Linked DNA regions of Xenopus laevis: region 1 is linked to region 2. Evidence: chromatin contacts called from public Hi-C data. All regions are on one chromosome and are shown on one strand. The core of a region is the stretch at or near the end of the contact, and the rest is flanking DNA. Distances in the headings are between cores, read along the strand shown. Region 1 overlaps bckdhb.S (branched chain keto acid dehydrogenase E1, beta polypeptide S homeolog). Region 2 holds the start of tent5a.S (terminal nucleotidyltransferase 5A).

What was found. A called contact is a pair of places that touch in the nucleus more often than the background predicts.
Region 1: a contact with region 2 is called in a Hi-C map of the XL177 cell line, with 5 times the contacts expected there. The contact joins the enhancer-like site here to the promoter of tent5a.S in region 2. A contact is called at or near these places in 2 of 4 Hi-C or Micro-C datasets (the XL177 cell line and the XTC cell line).

The regions. Positions count from the first base shown.
Region 1 is chr5S:76,494,252-76,500,289 of Xenopus_laevis_v10.1, forward strand. All of the region lies in intron 3 of bckdhb.S (branched chain keto acid dehydrogenase E1, beta polypeptide S homeolog), which reads right to left. Among protein-coding and RNA genes, the nearest start is that of bckdhb.S, 11 kb to the right of the region's middle. Within about 2 kb of position 3,745, at least 1 of the 7 cell types and tissues checked has an H3K27ac peak or open chromatin away from gene starts, as enhancers often do.
Region 2 is chr5S:76,032,629-76,039,038 of Xenopus_laevis_v10.1, forward strand. It overlaps tent5a.S (terminal nucleotidyltransferase 5A), which reads left to right and starts at 3,539. Exons shown (of 2, transcript XM_018265472.2): 1 at 3,539-4,240; 2 at 5,578-6,410. The coding sequence starts at 3,812. The coding sequence ends at 6,357. LOC121394251 (a long non-coding RNA gene) reads right to left here and starts at 4,019. Exons shown (of 3, transcript XR_005961586.1): 1 at 3,925-4,019.

The sequences.
Region 1 (6,038 bases), core at 2,495-4,994, 460 kb after region 2:
ACATGATTATCAAGCCTTTTCATGGTAGGCCCAAGGAGTGGGCAGTTCTATTATGTGAATTTTTGGACTTTTGCAAAAGAAAATGTTTTGAAACTATGGAAATATTCTTTTGAATTGCACGGATACGTGTATGGGACTGTCATTTTCGTGATGACTTCATATTTCTACACCTTTCTATGGTAATTGACACCTTATTCGTGTGACCTCACTTCCTATATACATCTTTAAAAGTTTGTAACTAGAATGTATGCTTTAGGGCAGGGGCACACGGGAGGGGATCAATCAATACTCAGCAGAACACAATAATGATAAAAACAAATTTAAAAAAAATTCTAAATTTAGTGGAATATTCTTCCCCCTTTATACATAAAAAACACAACAAGAGAGGTCTAAAGCTCCCAGAATTTTAATACTGTTTCAATTACATGCTAAACACAATTTAAGCTTCTGCAGTAGAGAGCCTTCATGCCTGCGGCAAAAGAACAGCTGAAATCCGGCATGTACACAGTCTTCAAGCTATCTCTTGACTACAGGTGAATACACGAGGCCAGGATACATGAAACCATCTGCGTCATCAATAGAGGAAGGCTGTGTAGTGCTGTCAATTTCAATTAACCTGCTTATGTTGATAAATTGTTTCAGCTCTAGCAACTGCAATTGCTGGGGCCTCCTAACCTGCAGAGAAAATAGCTTGCTGAATAAAAGTTTATAGCTTAGAAAAGATTTGTAGAGATTTGTACTCGGTCTCCCCCCCCCCTGCTCAGAAGCCCCTAGGCAGCGAGCAGAGCAGGTTGGAAAGTGGGCGCGATCAACCAAGGACCCCAGAAAGACGAGCAGCCACGTGTGCTGCTGCCTGCACGACTCCTCACCTACTTCTTCCATCGATGCCCCCCGACCCGGATCAGCGATCTGGCGACTCCCTCCAGCTCCTCCAATCTTCATGGACAAAATCTGCAGCCTGCACACGCCGAGTTAGTGTAACACAGAGACATTTTTTTTTTTTTGGGGGGGGGGGGATCAGGATGGTTTCACACAACATACAATTTGCCTAGTGTATACATACTTACACAATTTTATAGCTTTGTTTTATTTTTCTTACTGCATCAGGTGTTGTTTTGCATGATTTTGGTGCATTTTTTAGCCAATGCATTGCATGTTTAGCAATTTTATTGCATTTTCAGCATTGCACAGGTGTTTGCTTATTTCTAAAATATTCAAACTTTGATTGTGACTGCTGATTACACTAGGCGAAAAAAAGAAAAGCAATAATTTTTGTGGTTTTATTTTAGTGATTTCATACCATTTCGCTCTGTTCTTTGTTACTTCATTTTGCCCATGGAAATTTTGTCTGTTATGTATCTATTTGGGGGTCTCTGTGTGCGACATAGTTTGGTAAATATATGCATATTGGGCATCAACCTGTTTAGTAGACCCCCGTCGTTCATATTTAGGATGCCCTTTGCTGGTCGTTACGAAATGTGAGGTATATAATGGCGTAAAATGCAAGCTTTGACGATTTTCAGAAATTTCATAAAAACCGTTATGTTTAGCATAGATTCGCAGTTTGGTAAGATAGAAGTAGAAAGATGTAAATACCTGTTTTAGATGTCAGATCGGAAAATATATGGTATAGCAAGGTCTCACATACTGTACACTATATCTCTCTATCTACACACACACACACACACTAATAATAATAAAGTAATACATTACATTTGCACATTGCGGTCTAATTGCCAGGCATTACTATGTAATACAGAGTTTTAATCTAACTTGGTATAAATTTTGGTAGTAGAGTTCTGGCATAAAACAAACATCGACTTAAAACCAATAGTTACTAATACAGAGAATACTACACCATTTCTTTCCCTGTGATAACAGATTGTAGGTGCACAATAAAAACCTGATATGTATCTAAAATATGTGAATAAATCTTGTCTGTTGTCCAAGTTGCAATGCAAATAGAAAAATAGTACAGATGTGGGCTATTTTACCTTTAAACCTCCTCTTCCAGACTCCATTTTATCAAATAATTAAAATTCAGGGAAAAAAACAAAAAAACAAAACAGTACCTTGTTCTTGATCAAAAGTATCATCCTTATTGGAATTAAAAAAAAAAAATAAGCCCATTTGGTTAATTTAATGTTTACATGATTTTCTACTAAAGATCCAAATTACAGAAAGATCCATTATCCAGAAAACCTTGTCCCATAGCTGTAGTATTTCCTTCTAAATATTATGCACAGGAAGATGAATAAAGTGATAATGGAAAAAAAAATGAAATATAGATACATCTAAATAGGTAGGTAAACCCACACTGAGAAATCTGTCTTTAAATGCCTCTAGAGAAGCACAAGGCAATTAATACAATAGTTCTATGCATTGTTAGTAAGTAACTTTAGAATGGGGAATATGCTTGATCGTTTACACATCTTTCAACTTTCGGTTTTTCCTTGTCTGAGGCAATATTTTGGGTATGACTGCCACCTGGCGATAATAAAAATTATAACAGTGAAATACAATTAAGTTTCAGAAGAATTTCATCTGAACACAGATTTAATACATTGTTGCATTAGGGACAAAATGTTCTTGTAAGTTTATTTCTCATGTACATGTATAAATGTAAAATCCTTTAACCAGCATAAAAACATTTGTATGCCAATTTTAATATTCTTAAAAGGCAGACAAACAATGCATACATTCCAAATTAAGACTTTCCAGAGTTAAGTCTAGAGCACATTTTAGTTTCGGGCTCTCAGCACAAAACAGACTATGAAACAAAATTATTAAAGATCGACTACTGCTTAATGATATTTTTACCCATTTGAGTACAAAGCCTACATGGAATAAACATCCTTGAAAGTCTGTTTTATTAATTATCATAGTCTGCTATCATAGATTCTGCGAATACTGCATAAACCATGGGAGCCCAAGTGTGAGAGCAATATCGAAGCAGCCGCACCTAGATCCAAACGAAGAGTACTACCACCTCAGATGTTCCACTGTAATGGAAACTGATGGATTGTGGTAAATCTTATTTATTCAAAACATTAATATTGGGAAGTACCCAAATTAATGATCTAATTTTACTCAATAGTTTAACTTGGAAATTGAAGCTACTCCATCTGTGACCCTTGCCTAATGTTGTAATCACAGAAAATGTGGCTTTGGTTATTTCTTTAGCTACATATTGCAAAAATGGAAATTGAAAATAAAAAATTAAACTGAAGCTTTGAAAATAAAACTTGCCAGACGGATTTAAACATTCTGTACAGTTTATAAAATCATCAAGTTACACTTCACTATTCCCCTCCTAACTATCGGTCTCTCTTAGGGCTCTTACAGATTAGCATTCCACCTGTGTTTAGTGCTTACATGCGTCATTATAAGGACAGGCCGATAAAGAGGAATTGCCTGCGTCTCTATCTGTGCTCCCCTTCGGTTTAACAGATAAAGAGGGAGCGCAGGGGAGCCAACCAATCAGTAAGAGCCCTAAATGCATATTTATTGATAAACAGCACTATCACCAGTGGCACACCAGGAATTTTTTTTATGCTTGTAAAGAAATAGCAGTGCACAGACGAGATGCTTGTGCGAGTTAATTTTCTTAGCCCTATATCAGACCCATACTGCATTGTACCAGAAGTAGTGGCACTCCGGTGCCAAAACTTCACAAAAGTGGAATAAAGCTGCTGGAACCACAGGTGAGGGATCAAGGCAGCACTTTTGCTGGGCACCCAGTTGGGTTACCCGCGGAGTGCTCGCACAGCCAGGGAAGAGGGGACTTTTTGACTGAAACACGACCACTTTGCAGGTATTCCGCGGGTACACGACCCATTGTAAGACAGACACACCAACTGGCCTTTTCTACGCTTGTATTTCCACATATGTGGAGAAAACATTTACCAATATGCCTCTGACTTAATAAATTGTTTAGAGTGGCAAAAGGAACACCCACCAATTACATATCATTGCATAAAGAGAGACAGACTAGTTTTTATTCACCTTTTACCATTCATGCCAGCACAGTAAAGAATTTTATTTATTTAGAAAGTTTCTTGTAGGAGTTATATGAAGTTTAAATTAAATTACAATTTTCACAATAATTAACTTTAAAGCTAAACTGAAGAAATCAAATGGTACAGGCAAATATTAAATTGTGGGTCATGTTTCCAGTGTAACTATGAATTTATGTGAACAGCAGATTGGATCAAGAAAACATTCAAGAAATATCTATTCTCAGATAATAGGGTTAACTATTGAACAAACCATGGAGTCAGCACTGCTGTCCCTGCCCTACATCAACACAAACTAGTATCCCAAATACTAGCAGCCACACACTGGGTCATAGCCCTACATTGGTTGGCTCCCTCCCTTCCTATCATACTTGTTATCAATAGACAAATTTATCCAGCCCATACACTATTTATCAGCCCTCTTGGAGGACAAACTCGATCTCCATACATCTATCTGGTCATTGTGGTAAAAATGTCTTACTAATCTGCCATAGGAATGATAACATTCATAATGTAACTGATCGAACTACGCATTGATTTAAATTTGATTTTATTTTGTATATATTTTATGTACTTTTCATTTACTTCTTTATTTACCTTTTATGATTCTATTAATTTGTTGTTATATACTTATAAATACCATAAATAAAGAGTTATAAAAACAAAATAAGCTATTGGGACTGGCAAACAGTTTTAGGACTATAACGCAGTTACTTGTTAAATGAGCTCATGCATATCTGTGCACTGCCGTAACTGTAAACAAACATAAAAAAAACAGATCTTTGGAAGACACAGCTAATTTAAAAAGATGATCAGGATTTGATATCTTATTTGTAAACATATGGTTTAAAACGGGGGGGGGGGTCTGTATCCAAGAAATCATGGATTTAACTTATTCAGGGTGGTCCTCTGAGCACATTTGCAACATTAATGTTCTATTTTTGGACAGTATTAATTTAAGACTGCTAATACCAGATCACCTTAACCTGAATTTAGTAGTCTATAAACTAAAAAGGACATATGAAAATATTATACAGCTAACACCATTCTGTCTTGCAAGCAGCCTGCAGCTGGTTATTAGTCAGTACTATGTAGACCTTACTATAATTAAGCATCTATAAAGCTCCAACTGCAGCATTGTACTATGTAGAAATACCTTACTATAATTAAGCATCTATAAAGCTCCAACTGCAGCATTGTACTTCATAATAGTATATACATAAAAACATACAGCTGACATGAAAAAAAAAAAAAAAAAAAGGGGAGGTTAAGGGATCATTATCCGGATTTGTGGAGAGGCCACCAAGGCCCGGGCCTAGGGCAGCAGGATTTTTAGGGGACGGCATGCTGTCCAACCACACCCACATTGGTTCAGAAACACTGAGAAGGTGCAGGAGATACGATAGTTTTTAAAATCTCCTGTACACCAATCCCCATTTTTCTGGTAAGGATGATGAAAATTTGATAGAAAAAAAAAAAAAAAAAAAGAGGGGACGGGGTGCTTGCTATGTAAATCCAGCTCTGATTATTTTATGCAATTTTTTTCTCATGTTTATGTAGGGATACAGAGGGTTAATTCCCCTCTGAAATTCTTAAGCACATGATGGAATTCCCCTTCTTGTGTAGCTACAGGGTCTCAGAGTTTTGGCAGGAGCCCTTGTGCTGGTGCAGCATGGCAGACACCAGAGGGTGTCACTAGGTGTCGCTGCTGCACCATTTTTCTATAAATAGGAGAGCCATGTGCTCACACAGCCATTATTGCTGATTCCAACTTACTGAGGAGAGAGTGATTTTGTGCTGGCAAGATGTAGGCTAAAGTGCAGTTCGATAGGCCTGCCGAACCTGAGGCAGGGTACTCCAATGCCTGGTAGCTCAACCATGCGGGTTTAGAGCTTGGATGCCTTTTTGTGGGCTTGCGCTATGGAGAGTGCTGGGAGCTATGTCTGAAGGATACAGCAAGCTGCATGTGCTTCACTAAATGGTTTTTTATATCGCTGTGGATGCCTGCTCCAGCTCTGGATG
Region 2 (6,410 bases), core at 2,289-4,788:
AACCAGCTACATCATTTTGCCAAAAGATTCCCATAAAGTACAAAATGATCCCTTAACAACAACAAAGAAGTTGAAGTATTTTTCCAGGAACACTTTTGACCTCACTTACAATCCAACCATGCTTCTAGCTGTGCCAAACACTGATGGTAACTGAAGAAAATGGGTTAATAGGGCTTTTTGATTGGTGACATTAACATTAATTTGAGTGACCATTAAAGAATTCGGAAGATTGTGTTGTTACTGCTGAAGAATGGGTCAGACAAATCTGGGTGACTCCAGAGAAATCCCGGAGTACTGACTCAAATATATGGTACAATGTAGCGGGCTGGCCGGCCGGGTTGCCTAGGGTTGCCTGGTAGGCTTGGCCCGGCCCTGAGGGGCAGTGATGGACTGGCCCACCGGGAGACCAGGAAAAGTCCCGGTGGGCCCAGGTGTCAGTGGGCCCTCATGCTGCTAAACATTTAGCCTATTTCATGGTTATTCCTTATTTCTATGAGAAAAAGAGGTTAAATAGATGGAATAATTGATTATAGTATGTAAAGAAAAGAGACTAGGGGAATAGAGGTTGAGTGAGGAGATGAAGAATAATAGTACTGAGAGTGGGCCCTGGGCTAAGGTTTTTTGATGGGCCCCTGGTCTAAGGTTTTTGGGTGGGCCCCTGGTGTCCCAGTCCAACACTGCTGAGGGGGATTATAGTATGAAACTCAGCTCAGATCAGGATATCTTCCAGTTGTAAAAGGGACATCTGCCATTGACTTCTACATGAACTTGGCAGGTTTGAGATGGAGTATTTTTTATTTAGATTTTTAGCAGCCTCAGGGTTTAATAAAACAATGAACAATTCAAGTTTTTTTACCTACAAAAAAATGGTGTTTTCCCTTTTAAAACTCCGACCAGAAAAATTCGGACTTTAGCAAATAACCCCCCTAAAGTACAAATATCAAAAGAAGTTATTATGATACACTGTACATGCACGTGTTATAAATCTGATGTAGGTGCCACATTAATATTCTCAACATGTATTTTAAGCATAACAACATCCACTAATAGTAGGAGAACTCACAAAGGTAGAGTCATGGCCCAGGTGCTCCTGCCCCGGACCCTCAGCTCAGGGGAGTGGACAATCCATATGGAATGTGAAAAAGGCTTAGGGCACTCTAGAAAGCCACATATGGATCAGACCAAAAAACATAATTTAAAAAGTAGAATAAATCTTTATCTAAACAATCATCTTGAGCCTTATTCGTTTCGTGTCCCTAAGACACTTAATCATAGGCATGCACATTAATATTGCCATAGACTATTGCTTTATTTGAGCCCCATACTGTATAACTACCTATATTCAGTACCCATTGGTACTCAAACTATGGAATGAATAAGGATAACCTATGCATCACTGCCTAGGCAATAGAAAAAAAAAACAGAACATAAAGGCTCACAAATATGGTATATTTCCCCTTAAATGCAGCATTACAGACTACATTACTTTGCTTTAAAGTAAACCATATTTTTTGTATCAAAATTCTCAAAAGTCACAATATCAATACTAATATTTTTCTTTTTTCATGTTGTTGTCAGCAAATTGTTGTTGTATCTGTTACACTGTGAAAATCCTAATTCAACACCCAATGTACACAATATCATCTTAATACCTTGTTTGTACTGCGAGTAGGCATGGCTTAGGTAAATGCAGACAAGGCTTGTGAAATGCTTAGTGAAGGATCCAGCCTGTCTTTTTTTATCCTGTCTGATCTTTTCTGTATTTAATTGCAGTGGGGGAATTGGATAGTCCCGGAGCTGCTCAGACACCAAGACTGCATGTGTGCCTCTTTCTTTCAAAAACAAATATAGACCTAAATGCCTACTTGAGCTGCTTTTCTACTGTAACATCTGTGAAAGGAGAGGAATAGCTCATTTATAAATTTCTTAGAATATCTCTTCCTCAATTTCATTTAACTCCTGAAAGGTACAACATCCGAAATGAACACAGAAGAGGGTCTGTGCTGGAAACCCACCCTTCCATCTGGCTGTTTTACATGAAACGGTTGATAGGGGGCACTCTTGTCTCGCCGCTGAACTCAATGCGCCCCAGGGCGAGGAGCCAGATACATTTCATGCTATTGCTTGGCTCTGTCAGAACCGTGTGAGAGCGGGATTGCAAATGATCATCCATAATTCATTATCTATTCCCTTTCCGGAGATTAAAAAGATAAAACAGCAGCTTTCTACGCAAGCAAAGCGTTGAACTTTAACAAAGTGCCAGAAGTCATGCACATGCTGTTTTGCCTGCCTGTAAATCTGCCTAGTATTTGGCAGAATATGAATTTCTGTAAGCATTAGGGTTGCCACCTTTTCTGGAAAAAATATAATTATATATTTATCTTTTTTCCTCTATTAATAACATTGAGATCAACCATCATTTTTACAGGCCAGGCCCGTAAAATACCGGCCAGGTGGCAAACAGTAGCCCTATGCAAAACATATACAGACAACCTGTTCTTCCTTTAAATCGCAGGTCAATGGAAACATGACACTTCCCACTGTTCATCAGCCCTGGCCAGAGTTATAGCAAAGGGGTCCCTGGTACGGAAGGAAATCTGGGGTGTATGTTGCATAAATCATGTCTGTCCAGAGTGCAGCAGCTGTTGCTGAACTATACCTATATCAACACCTGCCAGCATCCGGCTTTCACTGAGACGCAGGTCAGAAATCCCTGCAATATATATATACTGAATTTAGAAGCACATTAAACAGGTTAAAATCCTCCTCCGTGTTTATAGTTCTAATAAAACAGCTTCTCCCTGCTATTGTCTACGCGCCGCAGAGTTCACGAAAAAAGCGACTGACTCCGACACCCACCCTCATCCCTCATGGATCGCTCTAGTGTCATGGATCGCTCTAGTGTGTCACAGCTTGAGTCACATTTGCGTAATCGCATTCTGATTGGACGGCGCCGGTTGCCAATCACATTTTAGTGGCATATCCCCGAGAGCTCTGGAAGCTTGCAGGCGTCTCTACCTGAACTTCTGTCTGATTATTATGTGACATGGGGGAAGCCCTGGGTCCAACTAACAGCTCAGGGGTGGGGGGGTCTGGGGGGGTCATCCCTGTTTTTCTGAATGAGTGGGAGACTGGAGGCTGCACTTATGTTGGGGGAGGAAGATGACACAGTGTTCCAAGGCTTATATAAAGTATAATACCAACAGCCTTCCGGCCCAGCGGCAGCCCAGACGTTGAGTTGGAAGTACCCAAGTGGCACCTCAGTAAATTCAATGAAAAGTTTGGACCCCCATCATACACCAAGGAGTGGGCTATGCCTTCGCTATATATTTCTAACGCCAATACCTAAAGTCTTTTCGACTGGAAGACCGAAAGCTACATTGTTCCATGGCAGCTTTGACCATATGTCCCACAGTCCCATGCGGGTTTCAGTACCTCAAAAGCAGGGTTGGCTGGATTACCCAGTCTGCATTAGGGGAGAACAGCTCGGGCACATAGCTCCGCTGAGGGGCGGGACGTGTATGAGGGGGCGGGGCCGGGTGACACTCGCAGACATAGAGCCCGTGTATATAAAGTAGAGAGAGGAAAAAAATCGCAGGCAGAATTAGTGTTGTAGAGCGGAGCTGCGGAAGGAGCATTGAGTACATGGCACTGGGAGTAGGAAGTAGCACCGAGGAAAGCCATTGCGCAGCAAATTAGTGGGGCTTTAGGAGCTGTTTGTAGACTGCGCATTAGTGCTTTCCCGGGCTTAGAGAGACTAACTGGCCATAAGCTGCCCCTCTGCTGCGATTTGGCAAAGGTGTAGGGAACCATGGCAGACGAAGAGCTCTCCGACCAGAGCGGGATAAGCACGGGCAACTGCGATAGCGCCAACTGTAATGTTCTGAGCTGGGAGCAAGTGCAGCGGCTGGACGCTATCCTTACCGAAACTATTCCCATCCACGGCCGCGGCAACTTCCCGACCCTGGAGATGAAGCCCAGTCAGATCGTGAAGGTGGTGCGGAGCCGCCTGGAGGACAAGGGGATACGAGTCAGGGATGTTCGGCTGAACGGCTCGGCGGCCAGTCACATTCTGCACGAGGACAGCGGCTTGGGCTATAAGGACCTGGACCTCATCTTCTGCACCGACCTCACAGGGGAGGCCGAGTTCCACACTGTCAAGGATGTAGTGCTGGACTGCTTGCTGGACTTCTTACCTGAAGGGGTTAACAAGGAAAAGATCTCGCCCCTCACCCTAAAGGTACAAAAAGTATTCTGTGCAGAGTGTGTGTGTGTGTGTATGTGGGGGGGGGGGTGTATTTTAAAGGGAAATGTCCTCAGTTTCGAAATGGCATTTACTATACTCCCATTTATTATTAACATTATTATTATATTCGTTGGAGCTGCCACACTGCCGCCTCTTCTGAGACACAATTAATCCTTTACCACTGACTTTAGTGAAACCGAGCTCTCAGATGTCACAGAAAGCATAGAAGGACTGCTAGCAATCACAGTACACTTAAACAGCCAAGCATTGGCTCCAATCCAGCAATCTGGTTGCTAGGGTCCAAATTACACTAGCAACCATGCACTGATTTGACTATGACACTAGAATATGAATAGGAGAGGGCCTGAATAGAAGGGCATGTAATAAAAAGTAGCAATAATGCATTTGTAGCCTTGCAGAGCATTTCATTTTTAGATGGGGTCACTGACCCCCATTTAAAGTTGGGAAGAATCAGAAGAAAAAAGTTAATCGTTTAAAACCTATAAAAAATAAATAATAAAGACCAATTGACAAGTTGTTTAGGTCATTCTATAACATACTGTAAGCCATCTTAAAGGTGAACCCCCCCCTTTTAGCTGTAAAAGAGGCCCCGGGGGAATGTGCCCTATACCTGCCCATTCATGTCTAAATTGCTGTATGCTTACTGTGTCTGGTATACAACTCCAAGGAGGATTCTTGCATTTTACCAACAGATGGAGAGCTACAGATATATATATATCCAGACGCCATATTTTATCAGGGTAGAATATTGCTTATAGAAGCGGAAGAGACTTTTTCCATTAGTGAAATTGTGACTGAGAAAAAAATGTTCATTTGCCATAGCTTTTCTGCACTCCTGCTGTGCACTTTAATTAATGTGCGTGCAGCCAGAGGGCCCTGTGGCGTAGCACCTAACTAAAGCTCTACTACAGACTATAGAAAATTAATTTTACCCTCTCCGTGCCAGGAAGATCCAAATCAACTTCCATAGCACCCAAGTTCAGAGGGTTTTGGGTAATTTATATTCTTTAACCTGCAGTGATAGTGAGTGAGGATATACATATTAAGAACATTTTTGACACTCAAATAGTTTAACAAGTGTCATTTAAGTAGACCTACAGGAATACATATAAATAGTTTTGTCTTCTTAAATCCTTTTGTTTCTGCTTTAAGGGTATAAATGTTTCACAGTGCAGTGCTGTGGCTTTGTTTACCACAGTTTTTTTTTTCCTTCCAGTGGTTTGCAGTTCATGTTAAGAAACAAGGATTGTTTGTCTGTCTGGTTCTCACTTCACTTTTGTGATGGTTTTGTCTTATATTTCACATTGCAGGAGGCATACGTGCAGAAAATGGTAAAAGTCTGCAATGACTCCGATCGATGGAGTCTTATCTCCTTATCCAACAACCATGGCAAAAATGTGGAACTCAAGTTTGTGGATTCTTTGCGGAGGCAATTTGAATTCAGCGTTGATTCCTTTCAGATTAAACTGGATTCTCTTTTGCTGTTTTATGAGTGTTCTCAGAACCCAATGACTGAAACTTTCCACCCAACCATTATTGGGGAGAGTGTTTATGGGGACTTCCAGGAGGCCTTTGATCACCTTTGTAACAAGGTTATTGCCACCAGGAATCCTGAGGAGATCCGTGGAGGTGGCCTTCTCAAATATTGTAACCTTTTAGTAAGGGGCTTCAGGGCAGCTTCAGAAACAGAGATGAAGTCCCTGCAGAGGTACATGTGTTCTAGATTTTTCATTGACTTTTCAGACATTGGTGAGCAGCAAAGAAAGCTGGAGTCTTACTTGCAGAACCACTTTGTGGGATTAGAAGACCGCAAGTATGACTATCTCATGACTCTTCATGGTGTAGTCAATGAAAGCACAGTTTGCTTGATGGGCCATGAAAGAAGGCAGACTTTGAGTCTTATCACCATGCTAGCAATTCGTGTCTTGGCTGAACAAAACATTATCCCTAATGTGGCTAATGTAACTTGCTACTATCAACCAGCACCATATGTAGCTGATGCTAACTTCAGCAATTACTATATTGCCCAAGTTCAACCTGTTTTCACATGCCAACAACATACATACTCCACTTGGTTACCTTGTAATTAAGATTGAGTAAACAGTTATTAGGAGGAAAATGTTTCTTACACTTACAAAAAGGG